Linked DNA regions of Mus musculus: region 2 is linked to region 1. The links are chromatin contacts, called in public capture Hi-C maps. All regions are on one chromosome and are shown on one strand. Each heading gives the region's core, a stretch centred on a gene start, on an enhancer-like site or on the middle of the called end of the contact. The rest is flanking DNA. Distances are from core to core; before and after follow the strand shown. Region 1 has its middle 34 kb from the start of Smc3. Region 2 overlaps Gm31418 (a long non-coding RNA gene).

Region 1 (7,582 bases), core at 823-3,322:
TGGTACATATGTATGTGTATGGTGTATGTGGTGCATGTGTGGTGCGAATGTTTGTGGTGTGTGGGGGGGCATATACAGTACACATGTATGTGCATGGCACCTGCGTGTGTGGCTGCATGTGTGTGTGTGTGTGGTATGTGTGTATAGCTGGTCTTTGCTACTTTGTGGGTTCTTCTTTTTCGAACCCTTTATCCCCTTGGTTTTAGCCCCTACCACTAGATAGGAGAGAAAGAAAGATAGAGGAGGGAGAGAGAGAGATCTGAATCTAATTTCCTTCTTCTTGTTTCATCTTTGAGCATAACTACTAACAAACTGCAAAGAACTGCCCTGAATGACCACCAACCACCAACCCTGCCTACCAGGGCTCTAGTATTTATATACCCTCTGAAATTTCCCAGAATTCCAAACATCACACAGCCGCAGAAACTGTCTACAGCTGGCAAAACCATGCCTCTGCTAGAGCGCGAGGCAAATTGTAGTCAGCTGCTGTGGACAGTTCAAAGAACCCCACATCCGCACACTTGGAATGAAAAACATATTCTTATTTCTGTATTTTTAAAGAAACTGAAATTCTAAAATTGTCACTGGATTTCCCCCTCCTGTTTCAAGCCATTAATTGTGATGTATGTAGCAAGAAATTATAAACAGGGATGGAGAGATGGCTCAGCAGTTAAGAGAAGGTCCTTCCGAAGGTCCTGAGTTCAAATCCCAGCAACCACATGTTGGCTTACAACCATCCATAATGACATCTGACTCCCTCTCCTGGTGTGTCTGAAGACAGCAACAGTGTACTTACATATAAAATAAATAATAAATAAAATCTTTTTTTTTTAAAAAAAGGCCCATTGGACATGCAAACTTTAAAAAAAAAGAAATTATAAACAAAGACATTTTCAGTGAACTAAGTGCTTTTCAGGTCAGTGACCAAGGTTTTCAGGAGACCTCCCCTGTTCAGTTCTAATCTTTATAAGCTTTCATTCCTGTGGAAATATAAATAGATCCACAGCTGCAACACATTCCCATATTAACACATCCTTATACTATATAGGTTGATTTAATTCTATAGTTTTTTTCTATAATTTGGTGTCTCTTGGTTTCAGTCCCTTGACTGAAATGGTTCATAATTTTTGCTGTGGGGCACAAGAGGTGTTTCCCAATGATAACCTTGAATATGTTTTCTTTGGACCTACACCCATTGGTCCAATGGCAACCGTATCGCCTGCAAACCCCTGGAAGCCTAGGCCTTCTTTCTGGTTTATATTTAGAGAAACCATTGCCCTTAAAGATGCTTGTTCAATTTTGTTGCAAATAGCCATATTTCCCTCAATTAAGCACCGGGCATTTTGAAACCTGAGACCTTTAGTGTCTGGGTCACAGTCCCTTTGCAAATGATTATTTCCTGCAGTTGAAGCACCAGGCACTTTGACACTGGAGGCCTCTATTTATAGCTTGGGCTATGGTATTAGCATGTCTCTATCAACACCTGCCTTGAGTAGGGTCTGATATGGCTTTGTTCACAGCTGAGACTAATCTTTGTAAAAAGAAAAAAAAGGAAGAAAGAAAGAAAGAAAGAAGGAGAAAGAAAGAAAGAAAAAGTAAGAAAGGAGAAAAGAAAAAAAGAAAAAATCAGCCGGGCAGTGATGTTTTACGCCTTTAATCCCAGCACTTGGGAGGCAGAGGCAGGTGGATTTCTGAGTTTGAGGCCAGCCTGGTCTACAGAGTGAGTTCCAGGACAGCCAAGGCTATACAGAGACCAGTCGGCAGTTGCAGTGGTATGTGGAGTGAGGAAGTTGCCATCACCAATCCCTTCCTGTCTGGGGAATAACTATATTTTAGTAGCCCAGTTATTAAGCATTTGTTTCAGACAAGGCTAATGTATCCCATATGAAATCATGGCCTCTTTAAAACTCCTTAGATCTATCATTGCTATAGGACACCATCCTCTCTAGTTCCACGCCATTAGCAGGCGGCATATGCTGTAAAACTAGTGGGAAAGCCGATGGTGATGTCATAGCCCCTCGCTGCCCATCCTCCCACTCTGGTCCTGCAATTAGTTCGAGATTAATCCCTCCTTTTGAATAGGGCTGTTTTGTCAAATTGTCCTCCCACCCTTTCAGTTTTTCTCTAACCCAACAGCCCTCCTGCGCAGTTCCTTTCCCTCTTCCCTCCTGTGGGGAACTCCCGCAGTCTTGTTTAGTCACCCGGACTGAGCGTTTTTTTTTTTTTTTTTTTTAATTTTTTTGTTCTCTTCCTTTCTAGAGCTCCTCAAGTCCCCTGAGCTTCCACCCCTGCCACAGCTTCTGCAGTTACACAGCCCCGCGCTGTATCCTTTCATACAAGAGAGCAGAGTGTCCCCTGCTGTTTTCTCATTCCAGCCTTCTCTATTTCTTTATTTATTTATTGTTTCTCGGATCCCTCCAATTCCACCTGCACGTTTTTTCAACTGTTCAGCCATTCTTCCAACCTTTTTAGAAACAGAATAGGAAGAAGAAAAAAAAGAAGAAGAAAAAGAAAAAGAAAAAGCAGAAAAATCTCCTCTGGGACCAAAGCCAGGGATATATCAACAGTAGTAGCTACAATAAACTATTTTAACTTATTGCTACTTTGTGGGTTCTTCTTTTTCCCACATTTAGTTCCCCTGGTTTTAGCCCCATTATTAGATAAGAGAGAAAGAAGGAGAGAGGGAGAAAAAGGAGAGAGGGAGAAAAAGGAAAGAGAGAGAGGGAGATCTCTAAATCTAGTTTCTTTCTTCTCGTTTCTTCTTTGAGCACAACTACTAACAAACTGTAACCAATCCCCCCTGAACAACAAACAACCACCAATCTCACCTATTAGGACTGTAACATTTATGTAGCCTCTGGAAATTCCCAGAATTCCAAACGTCACACAGTCATACAAACGATCTGCAGCTGGTGAAACCACGCCTCTGCTAGAGCACAAGACAAATCACAGTCAGCTGCTGTGGACGGTCCAAAGCAGCTCCATATCCCACACCTGGGACTAAAATGAAAATATATTCTCATAATATTTTTGTGTTTTTAAAGAAACCAAAAGTTCCAAAATTGTCATTACCAGTGTGTATGTATAGCGTGTGTGTGTGTGTGTGTGTGTGTGTGTGTGTGTGTGTGTGTGTGTGTGTGTGTGTGTGATGTGTGTGGTGCATGTATGTTTGTGGTGTTTGTGTGTGGAGTACATATGGGGGTGTTTGTGTGTGTATTGTGTGTGGTGTAGGTGTATGATTGGTGTGTTCGGTGTGTGTGTGTTTATGAAGTGCATGTATGTATGCTGCCACCTCCAGCTGTTTTTAGGATTTAGATAGTTTTCTTTTGTCTTTGAGGATGGCTCTGAGGCAAGAAATACCTTAACCCTTAGAATTTTAAGAGTTCTGAACAGAGTGTGGTGCCACAACCTGTAATTCCAGCACTTGAGAAGGGCAGACAGTAGGATCAAAAGGAGTTTACATAGAAAGTCATCTACAGCTACAGAATGAGTTTAAGGCCAGCCTGGGCTTATAGAAGACCCTGTCTCGAAACAGCAAAAAGACCTCTAAAGCTTTCAGTGTAGCCTAATGGTCTTAGAGTCTCCCTGGTCCTAAACACCCAGGAGAAGTCTCCTTCCCAGCTGGCCCTCAATTGGCTCATACTCCCTTGTCCCTTAGGCTCCATTGACAGGGTGATTCTTAGCCTCTAGGAAGCCCTTTCTGAGCAAATAGAACAGATGTGGGGCCTTCCCCCAAAATACACACCATCCTTTGGCATCTGTCTTCCCACACATGTCCTGACACATGCTCCTGAGACTAGAAGACTCAGTAAGTAGTCACAAAGGGGAACCCACAGTCAGAGGTAATTTTCTTTACGTCATGGCTGAGGTTATCCCAACCAGCCTTCCGGGATGAACAGGGTCTCCCACCAGGCCCCTTGTAGACATGGTGTGGAATGGCACCAAGATGAAAGTCTGCGTCTCAGCCTACAAGATGAGACTATAGAAGGTAGAAGGGCTGACTAGAACTCCAGAGTCACCCAGAGGTCATAAGCACTGTGGTACTTATTTCTAAAGTGGCAATGTCAAGGCGCTGGAGAACAGGGGACCCTAACTGGGACAGGAAGTGGTCACTGTGATTCAACTATGGAACCGTTCCTGCAGTGTCACTAGTGAGAGTGACTCAGTCTTTGGGGAAAGTCACTGTGTGGACACTGGAGAGCAGAGGGAAGACCGGGGGGGCGGGGGGGGCACTTACCAACAAATTTAGGAAGGAGTGCAGCCTCCTGCTGTGTGGCCATCTCCAAGACCATGAGGCCAGCCTAGGTCAGCCATAGTCATGGAAAACAGTCCCTATAAGGCAGACTCTCACTGCTTTCCTGAACTGGGGCACACCTTACAGACAGAGAGCTGCTGCTGGAACACGTCACTCGGCTTCTCCAGGCTTCTATTTTCAGCATGAGGAATACCAAGTCTGTAGCTACTAATAGGGTTGTCGTGAAAATCAAATAACACACATAGTCATGCACGCACGCGCACCCCAAAATAAAGATCTGGGGGTAGGCGGAAGTAGTACACTGTGGCAGTCACTACGTTACAATCAGGCGAGGAGACCTCAGTCTACATCACCTGCTTTCAGATGAAACACAATCTGAAGTATTAAAAGGTTCACAATGTCCCCCAGATGTTGTAGAAATTTTTAATCCCAATCCGGGGTTTCTACCCCATCTTTGACCATTTGGTTCCTAGATGAAAGACACACAACTTTTAGGCACAAGAGCTGGGCAGATATCTACCCTATATGCTACTAGAATCTACTTTCCTATCAATGACCCGGAGTTATTCCCTACGGTGTTTCATCTGGGCTGCTCTAAACTCCAATTGGCCAGCCTTTTCGGGGCCATGTTTTCTTGACTTCTAACCCATGGCATCTCTCTCTTCCTCCTTCACCTTCTTCTCCCCCTCGTGGTTCTCCTCCGACTCCCAAGCCCAGGAATTCTAAACCCTGCCTATGTCTCTTCTGCCCAGCTATTGGATGTCAACATTTTTATTCACCAATCAGAAATAACTTGGGGGCAGGGTCACAAAGTATCACTTGGGTCTACATGGGGCAACCAAGTCTTGGGGGCCTGCACTTAGCATTGAAATACATAGCAAAGATGAAACCTTAACAGACAGGTGTAGGGAAACAGAGGCACAGTTGTACCCAGTGAAGCTCTGGCCCTTCCTGTCTTTTCCTTCCTGTATTGTGGAAGGCGTCCACCACCCAGATGCCATGTCTGCTCAGCCCCTTGGCACAGTCTTTCCTAGCAAGCTCAATGGTCAGCAACCAATAAACACTTGAGGAAGAGGATGATATCTTTCTACTCATAATCCCATGAGGATCTTTCAAATCATAACCCTCTCAAAAATTATAAAAAGGAATTTAACTTTAAGCTGCCATGTTTTCCTCTATGGTTTATGCTTTCCACGAAACATCTTTAAATCACATTCTCAGCAAGCAAGGAGATTTCTCCTCAGCTCTAATCCCCCCTGGATTTTTTTCCCCTGACTTCAAGTTGATCAGCCAAGGCACCTGCAGCTTGGGACAGGATCCCAGGCATAGGTGAAGTAAGGGTCTGAACGCAGCAACACCACGGAAGAGCCAAAATCTCAAACAGAGTCATTGGGGCTTTAAGCATATTTTTAGGGAAGGATCTGCTGCCTGATTCATATGTGCATCCTGCAGTTTCAGGGTCAGCCCGTGAGCAGTCAGCCCCGTCACCTCCACAGTACATCTTGAGAGGCCTGTTGCTAAGTCAGCATAGCCTTCCACTAGCGTCATCAGCACCAATCACTTCCTCTGTTGGCTCCTGACTCCAGCCACCTCCTCTCTCCTAGCTGCCCTCTGAACTGGCTGTCACATGATTAAGCTTCTGGGCAGCTCTTCTGTTCGCCTGCACCCCTGCCTGCCCAGATTAAAGCTCTTACAGCAGGGGATGAGATTCTGTTCTCAGTGGTCATGAGGATTGACCCAGGGCCTTGCTCCATCTCTGCCCTGTACCACCATGTTGTGCCCCAGCTAGCTTTTCTTTGTTTGGAGGCAGGTTCTCACGATGTAGCCCTGCTCGTCCTGGAATTTGATATATAAGACCAGACTGGCTGCAAAATCAGAGAGATCTGTCTCTGCCTCCCCAGTACTAGGAGTTAAGGTATATCAACACACACAGCTCTTTACTTTTTCTTTTCCTTTTTAAAAGTAATTTAGTTAATTTTATTTTATGTGCATTGGTGTGAGTTCCCTGGAATTGGAGTTACAGACAGTTGTGCTCTGTGGGTGCTGGGAATTGAACCCTGGTCTTCAGGAAGGGCAGCCAGTCCATCTCTCAAGCCCTGCTCTTTTTTACTGTTTCTTAGTCTCCTTAAATTGCCCAGGTTGACTTTGAACTAACTCTTAGTCCAGACAGGCTTTGAACGTCAGCTCTTTGATAGCTGGGACTACAGGCCTGTGCCACCAAACTTTTTGTTCCTTCTGAGATTTTTGTTGTTGTTACTGTTTTGCTTTTCTGTCTTTGTTTTTTTTGTTGTTTTTGTTTTTTAAAGACAGTGTTTCTCTGTGTAACAAGCTCTGGCTGTCCTGGACTTGCTTTATAGACCAAGCTGACCTTGAACTCACAGAGATCCACCAGTCTCTGCAGGGATTAAAGCCATGCATCACCACAGCCAGGTAAGATTCATTTTTATGTGTATAAATGTTTTGCTTGCATGTATGTGCAATGCATGTGTGCCTAGTGCTCACAAAGGCCAGAAGAGGGCATTGGGTCCCTTGGAACTGGAGTTACAGGCAATTGCTAGCAACCATTCGGTGCTAGGAACCAAACTGGGGTCCTCTGCAAGAGCAGCAAGTGCTCTTGGCTAATGAGTCATCTCTCCACACTCAGAATTTCAGAATTTAGTTTTTAAAAACAGCAACAAAGCAAAGCAAAGCAAAACAAACCCAAAACCAAAAAAAACCTTGGACCAATTTGTACTTTATGTGTATAGGTATTTTGCCTACATGTATGCCTATGCATGCAGTCCCCACAGAAGCCCCTGGGACTGAAGTGACAGATGGTGGTGAACCACCTTGTGGGTGTTAGGAACTGAAACCTGGTCCTCTGGAAGAGCAACTAGTGCTCTTAAATGCTGAGCGACCTCCCCAGTTTGGTCTCCATCCAACTTTATGCAGGGAGCTGGGGAGCTGGCTAAGTTAACACCGTGCTTGAACACCGACAGGCATGAAGACCTGGGCTTCATTCCTGACACCTGTAGTGGTACCTGCACCTCACACTGGAGAAGCTGGGGAAGGAAGAATCCTTGTGGGCTTCCTGGGCAGCCGCTCTTGCAGAATCAGTGAGCTTCAGGTTCAGTAAGAGACTGTATCAAAAGATAGTTCAGAAACCAATCGAAGAAGACACCTGATTGTGTTGCTTTGGCCTCCATGTGAATACACATAAACACGCAATCACATGTGCCTACATACAAGTACCTACCTACACACACACACACGACTTTATTTCGAAGCTAGGCATGATAATGCATACCTGCTATTTTAGCATTGGAGAAGTGGAGGATGAGAAGTTCA
Region 2 (7,453 bases), core at 3,415-5,914, 1.6 Mb before region 1:
CCTTAAATGGGACATCTCTCTCTCTCTCTCTCTCTCTCTCTCTCTCTCTCTCTCTCTCTCTCTCTCTCTCTCTCTCTCTCTCTCTCTCTCTGTCTCTCTCTCTCTGTCTCTCTCACACACACACACACACCCGTGATGCCAACCCTTCAAGGCTGAGGGCACCAGGAAAGAGGGGGAGGGGAGGGCATGCTATGGAATGCCTGCCGCTTTTGGGCATGCCATGCCCACTCCGTTCTGGGACTCTCAGCAGCTGTGCTTACCAGCCCCTGATTGGCACAAAGCACAGCCTGTCCACATCCTCTCATGGACAGGAGAGAAGCTCACGAGGCTAGCCCCTCCCTGAGGAGGCTAGCCCCTCCCTGAGGATCTACAAGCAAGGAGTGGTTGCTGGGGAAGGGGGGTACATTTTCTTCAGTGGTGTAGTTAATGGTAAGTTGCCCATGTTCCTGTAAGTAGACATAACTGAATTTACTGGGTCACCAAGCACAACAAACACACACGGGAAGGCGGAAGGAAGATTAGCTGGGAATAGGATTAAGAAGGGGTAAGAGAAATACTGTGGTTTTTGAACTTGGGGTTAAGGGTCTCCTAACAATGGGAGTGGGGGGTGTCTCTGACTCTTTTATCTGTCCCTTGGAACCCCTTTTTTCCCCTATTGTGTTCTTGGTCCAGCCTTGCTATAACGGCTTTTGCCTAGTCTTACTGTGTCTTGTTATGCTGGTTGGTTGCTATCCCTGGGAGGCCTGTTCTTTTCTGAAGGAAAAATGCGGAAGAGGAGTGGATCTTGGGTAAGGGGAGGTAGGGAGACTTGGAGGAGTAGAGAGAGGGACACTACAATTGAGACGAATAAATAAAAAGAAAAATAAATTTAAAAAAGAAAGGGCAAGAGACAGTAAGAGAGAATATTAATGTGAAAATGTCACAGTATACCCACTGTTAAGTATAGTTTATATTCACTAAAAAAAAAAAAAAACCAAAAAACAACAACAACAAAAAAAAACCAATAAAAACAAAAACGGAAACAAAACTTGAAAAAAAAAACCCACAGCTTAAGCTTTTAGTTTTAGGAAACTTAAAGCAGGGTCACAAGGTACATTCACGGAGGCCATTGATGACCTCTTATAGGATGACAGTACAAAACCATCTGTGTTTTATTAGAGAAGTAGTGTGTGCTGTGTGCAGACGCTGTTGATCCATGGAGCCTATTTAATAACCTATTCCTTTGCCTACCTCCTCTCTGGAGCTCACAAAGTACAAAGTATTCCTCTCTTGCAGCAAGGGTGGCCTTAGATGATCCTTCCAGTGTCAGGCTGAATTTGCATCATTTTTTAATGTGGGATGTGCAGCGTCTCTGACCTCCATCACCGCGCAGTGAGCACTGTGTTTGGGATGTGGTTTGTCCCCCTGAGATGTGTGTGCTAGAGGCTGCTCCTCAGTGCAGATGTGTGGGGTGCTGGGACCTTTAAGAGGGGCTGAGTGGCGAGGTGGTTGGATCTCTGAGGCCTCAGGAGGGATTAATGCTGGCCTCCTGGAGCTAGTTATTGAAAGTGAACTTGGTTCCCATTGTCCTTTTCAGAGATTCTGCAGCTAGTTCAGCCTCACCAGACCCTGAACAGATGGTCCACCAGATCCTGAACTTGAACTTTCCCAAACTTTGGGCCAAACAAACTGATTTTCTTCGTACAGTACTTGGCTTCAAGTGTTTGTCACATCAACAGAAAGTGTACTGATCCTGTAGTTACATCACATGCCCGACTCGAGGACTAAGCTACATACTTCTGTGTGTCATAGCATAGTAGCTTGTGACCAGTAGATGTTAGCAGGTTGACTTTAATTCTCTGACATTGTGGTTGCAGAATTTGGGAGGATTTTGAAGACGATGCATTTAGATGATCTTTGTGGGCTTTGAAAATTAGCATATATTCATTATACAAGACAATGGGTTTTATTATGACATTTTCATACACGTGCATCATACACTTAGGTTATAGTCACTGTCTTCTACATGCTTCAGTCTCCTCCTTCCCTTCTGCTGTCTCCTCTCCTCTTCCCAATGCTTCTCTGGATGTTTTTATGTCATAGGTATACATGTATGTGTGTGCATGTGTTAGGTATATATACATATATGTACGCACGTACGTGTGTGTGTGTGTGTGTGTGTGTGTACATGTGCATGTGTGTGTGTTCTTTTCAATGTGAATCCCACGTATGGGTGATCGTCTGACATTTGTCTTCCTGAATCTGGCTGATTTGATCTCCACTTCACATCTTTCTGCACATGATATAATTTTATTCATTATAGCTAAGAAAGACTCCACTATGAATTGTGTGTTGCATTTTCTCCTTGCATTCATTCACTGGTGAATATCTAACATGATTATGTAACTTGTCTATGCATGGTGCGGTGATCAAACAGGCGTGCCAGAGTCTCTGTGGTGTGGTAGGTTCCTTCACATAGATTCTCAGAGGTGGTAGAGCTGAATCCTATGTTAGCAGCTTCCAGCTTTTGAGGGCCTCCTACTGCTCTCCACTGTGCCTTCTCTAGTTCCTTTCCCACCACAGTGTGACAGGTTTGCCTTTCCTCTTCATCTTTACCACTGTTTGTTAGTGTATTTTTCTCTTGGTGACAGCCATTCTGACTGCTTGAGACAGATGTATCTCAGTGCAGTTTTGATTTGCATTTCCTTGGTGGATGGGGTTTTGAACACACACACACACACACACACACACACACACACACACTCATTCACACATTTATATATGGAATTGTGTCTTTTTTGAGAGCCTTTTGTCTAATGTGGCCATGTATTGATTGGTCTTTTGGTGTGTGATATTTTAAAAAGTTCTTTATATTATATGTCCTACACGCATAGATATCTTAGAACCCAGAGCACAGAATGTTTGTATTTCATAAACTTAAGCAGATCAGTCAAAATGACAGTGTCACAGACTTTGGTTTAAACAGAATCTTTGGCCATCACTCATCACCCAGTTACTGTTGCTACAAACATATCTGAGCTGGTGAGGACATGATCAATTTTGAAAGGAAGGTTGTATTTGGATAGATCTGGGGATGATTAGTGAGGAGGCAGTGGTTTTGTTCATGTCTCCTGGCGACTTGGATTACGCTGGAGCCGGTGGTACACTGTGCATCTGCGAGGCTGATGTTCTTGCCTGTCAGGATGGGCTGTGAGTCAGCAGGGAGCCTCAGGGCCTGGCAAAGAGGGAAGAGGTCACCACGGTTGCCCAATGAGTTATGAGAACAAATCAATCTAGACTGTTTGTGGTTCCAAAAGCCAGTAGTAGCTTGCTCTGCACTCCTCCTTGTGTGTGGTTGGGCAATAGTTGCGAATGATGACAGGGAACCTTGAATTACTCCTGTCCATGTGCAGCCATAGGGCAAGAGCTGATGGCTCAAGTGTCTTTAACCTCATGTCTTTTCTCAGAACAACTCATCTTTTTGCGGTCAGGATCAGTGTGATGTGGGATTTGCTCAAGAAATGAGTCTTGTTGGGTTTTGACTGAAGGAGGCTGTGAGGCCAGAAGTCAAGGTCTCTTGGTGATTGTAGGAGCCTAACAGGTTTTGGACCTTGTGGCCATCAGATAAATCACTTGAGAAAGTGAGGAATGAGGACAGCCAATGGTTGGGCTCTGGCAGGAGGTTGCCCCAGCAAGGAGTGGGTAGTGGGCAAGTGATCAGAAGGCATTAGGTGTGGATGGACAGACAGACACAGAGAGAAGACTAAGTCTTGTATCCTCCTTCATGCTTCTGATAATATGAAGTCAAAGTTCAATTTGAGGGACCTTCCCTTGTGGAAAGATCAGTTTAAACACTATACTCACTTTCAGTACTGCGGTGTCAGGACCACCTGCAGGGACTAAGGCAGGGGTATGCGTGGTTAGCTAGGATCATCGTCGTGGTGGGTATTCATGCGTGAGAAGAACCTGAGAGGTCTCTGAGATGCACGTTTGCTGTTATTGGTACAGAATCACCATAAGAGGAAGAGGACATCCCAAGGTTGCAGTGTTCACACTGGGCCTTGTGTCAAACTGGGCCAAGGTCAGAGGGTTGGTTGGCACCAGGCCTGGTGAGTATTTTCTCTCTGAATCCTCACTCCCGACCTCTGCATGCACCACTGACTTCTGGCCCCACCTTCAAGACACTAAGCAACTTCCTAAACATAGAAGAACATAATGGTCATGTATTAAAACTATGGTTGGCATTCAGGTAGTGCCAGCCCCCTCCGAAACCCTCACATATACACTAAATAACTTGCTGAAGAGAGAGGAAAGGGAAGGAGAGAGGAGAAAAGGAGAGGAGAGGCAAGGCGAGAGGAACTAGGAAAAAGAAACCACTCCATTTTTTAGGAAGCTACTGGAAACCCAAGCAGGATACTTGGCAGGTCCTAAGTGACATTCTAAGCTGTGGCGCACAAGGACTTTGCTCATCTTATCTGCAAACCCATTGTCTAGCATGGAGTCTAGCACACAGTAGGGTTTCAGTAAAAAGTTCTTGAAAAAATAATGAACAAGCACCACAGGAGCAGTGGGTGATCCTCAGAGCACAGCCGGGGCTGACAGAACACGGGCAGTCTGAGCCTGGCTCCAGCTGGGACTGTCAGAACACAGGCAGTCTGAGCCTGTCTCCAGCTGGGGCTGTCAGAACACAGGCAGTCTGAGCCTGGCTCCAGACTCGTGGCCTCTGTGACTCCTGTGCAGAGAAAGTACGTATTGTGTCAGGCTTCCTTCCAGATGGTAGAGGTCCTATAGCGAGCAGACAAAAGTAACCAGGGCTTCCTGCTAAGAAGCTGGCATCCTGGTGGAAGGCTAGAAACAAACTAGAAGGCCGTAGCATTCGATGGAGTGATCTGTGAGTGACTCAGGGTGGTTTGAAGGGGACAGGACTGCTCTGTAGCAAGTCCTTCCAACCCACCGCCCACAAACAGAAGCTCTGAGAGTGAAACCAGGCGAGTGGATGCCATATAGGGAGGGGGGAGAAAGGGAGATGTCAGATGAAGACATGGGTGACCCGGGACTCTTGAGTATTTGAACTGTAGTCTATAGCTTTTCAAGACCATGCTCACCAGTCCCCAGCCTCAAAAGTCTGTTCTCCAGAAGCCCTGGCTGTTGGGCAAGGCCATTATGGGAGCTTTGTGGGTTCGAAGGATGTCTCAGTGGTTAAGAGCACTTGTCACAGGTGGTTTGAGTCTCAGTAGGCCGTTCACGACTGTCTGTAACTCCAGTGCTAGGATACACAGGATACAGAGATATACTTGTGAGCAGAACACACACACACATAAAAAAGTGTAAAAAAACGATCATGAAGAAGAAGAGGAAGAGGAGGAGGAGGAGGAGGAAGACCTTTGCCAGTACTTAGCTCTTCTGAGGTTGTGGGCAACTTTGAGCTTTGTGTGCTAAGGGAAATGGTTAACACCTTACTGTGAAAATCAGCTCACATGCCTTCCAGGATGCAAGCTAGCTCCCAGACAGCAGCTGCAGGTCCTCAAGGGACTTCCTGGAAACTTCCTTGTCAGCCAGCCAAGCTGTCATCCACATGGGGTCACTGGGGACTCCCTAACCAGCTGAAGTCATCTAAAGCATGTGTTCCTAAATGTGATGCTGTGAGTATACTATTAACTGTTTGTGATTGTTGTTTGCATATAAACAAAGAGGAGATCCTGCAGGCTGGGGAACTTGGGGTGCCTCCGGAATGTGTACCTTAACTGTGGAGAGCCTCCTTTGAGCGCCATTAGATTCCAGAAGGATAGCTGGCCCCAAATGACAATGGCTCACCTATTTACTATTAATAAGGAGCTTGGCTTCCTGGGACTAGAGCGGACTTCGGTACCAGGAAGCTGCACAGTTTACAGGACTCTTTGATCTTCCTTGTGAAGAGGCTGAGATAAGGGGGGGAGGAGGGCACACAGGACACTGGCTTAGAGGGGGAGGAGGAAGCCTACAACTGCCTCTCCCCACTTAGCCTGTCCTGTAGAAGAGGGAGCATGGGCCATGCCTCCTGGGCTGTACCCAGGGCCATGGAGCCAGCCCCACTTTCTGCTGGAGAAAAACAAGAGCAAACACCTATCCATCCTAGCAGAACGGAGTCTTGCTTTTTAGGGAGAGAAAAGAAGAGACTTTGGTTCTTGCTCCTTATGAGAAACAATTTAACTTTTTCTTTTTTGGAAATGTAAAGGGCTAGGTTTTAGTTCTACATCAGCACGTTTAACATTAAAGATTGCTCTCTATGTGATTAAAGTTACTTTTATCTTTATTGTTACTTAATCTCTCCATGGCCTGTTTCTCTGTTGTGAGCCATGGAAACAGAACAGGATGGGGGTGGGTGGGACACAGACAGACAGACCTACATGACCAACTTAAATTAACTTCATCTCTATCCCTAGGTCCAGGAGGATTTTGAAGCCACCTCTAGACCTTTCAAGAAGGTTCTCCACATTGATTAGTCAGGTCTGTCACGAATGTCTGAGGAACAGTTAGGCCACCCATTATCATGATGGTTCTAGATTGTCTAACCATAAGATTCCATGACTCTGGGGCACACATGAGCCAACTGAAGCCCTCTGACCAAGTCTGTCTCACTCTCAAACAGTATTAAAGTTTCATCTTCATAAGGTTTTATTGAGACACAGTCATGTTCACTCATGCACAACTTTGGGCGACCTTTGTATCACATGGTAGGACTGAATAGTCATAAGAAAGACTGTGGCCCACAAGGCTTAAAATAGTTATCACGTGCTCTTTGCACCAAAGTTTACCAACCCTGCTTAGAGTAGTTTAGAGCACTTTATTATTATTATTTTTTAAATTTGTGATTTGAGTTTTAATTCTGTGCATGTGTGTGACGTGTACAGGCATGCAGGCACATGCAGAGGCTCGAGGAGAGCACCAGGTCCCCCAGGACTCAGGCAGGTAGCCGTAAGCCACCTGATGTTGTTCTGGGATCAAGACTGCAGTCAGTGCATGATCAGTAGGCACCCTTAGCCCTGGAGCCCTCTCTTCAGCCTCAGCTTTGAGGTGATTTAAGGAGCATCCATCTCTTTGATGTTGCTGTGATGGAGGAAGGAAGACCCTGTAAGCCTCATCCTAAGAATAAAGAAAGTAGGTCCCTGTGAGATGTTCTCCACTTGGAGCACTAGTTTTAACTACACAGGGCTGCCCAAGCCAATGCTGCACAGGTCTTCAAAACAGAACGTTTGAGCTCAGCACGATGATGATACACGCACGGAAGATATCTGTGATGGGCGAAGTTCAGGTGCATTAAGCAGCAAGTCTGCAGCAGTTTGGAGCCTCTGAGAGGCAGATGCCAAAGAGATGCTGACATTTCTCATCCAGTGTGGGAGCTGCTTATGCAGTGGCTGGGTGGGATAAACAGAAGCAGGTGCACAGAGACCACAGAGCAAGGGAGAGGCCAGTGAGCAGAGAGGGAGGAAGGGGA

The links. Capture Hi-C pulls out chosen DNA fragments and counts their contacts.
Region 2: a contact with region 1 is called in a capture Hi-C map of embryonic stem cells, with 5 times the contacts expected there. The contact joins two enhancer-like sites. A contact is called at or near these places in 1 of 115 datasets of contacts at active chromatin or transcription factors (large pre-B cells) and 1 of 9 other capture datasets (embryonic stem cells).

The regions. Positions count from the first base shown.
Region 1 is chr19:53,562,626-53,570,207 of GRCm38.p6, reverse strand. No RefSeq gene overlaps it. Among named protein-coding and RNA genes, the nearest start is that of Smc3, 34 kb to the left of the region's middle. Within about 2 kb of position 2,072, at least 23 of the 459 cell types and tissues checked have an H3K27ac peak or open chromatin away from gene starts, as enhancers often do.
Region 2 is chr19:55,135,317-55,142,769 of GRCm38.p6, reverse strand. It overlaps Gm31418 (a long non-coding RNA gene), which reads right to left. Exons shown (of 6, transcript XR_877930.2): 4 at 5,085-5,245; 5 at 3,844-4,175; 6 at 1,930-3,214. Among named protein-coding and RNA genes, the nearest start is that of Gm31418, 12 kb to the right of the region's middle. Within about 2 kb of position 4,664, at least 84 of the 459 cell types and tissues checked have an H3K27ac peak or open chromatin away from gene starts, as enhancers often do.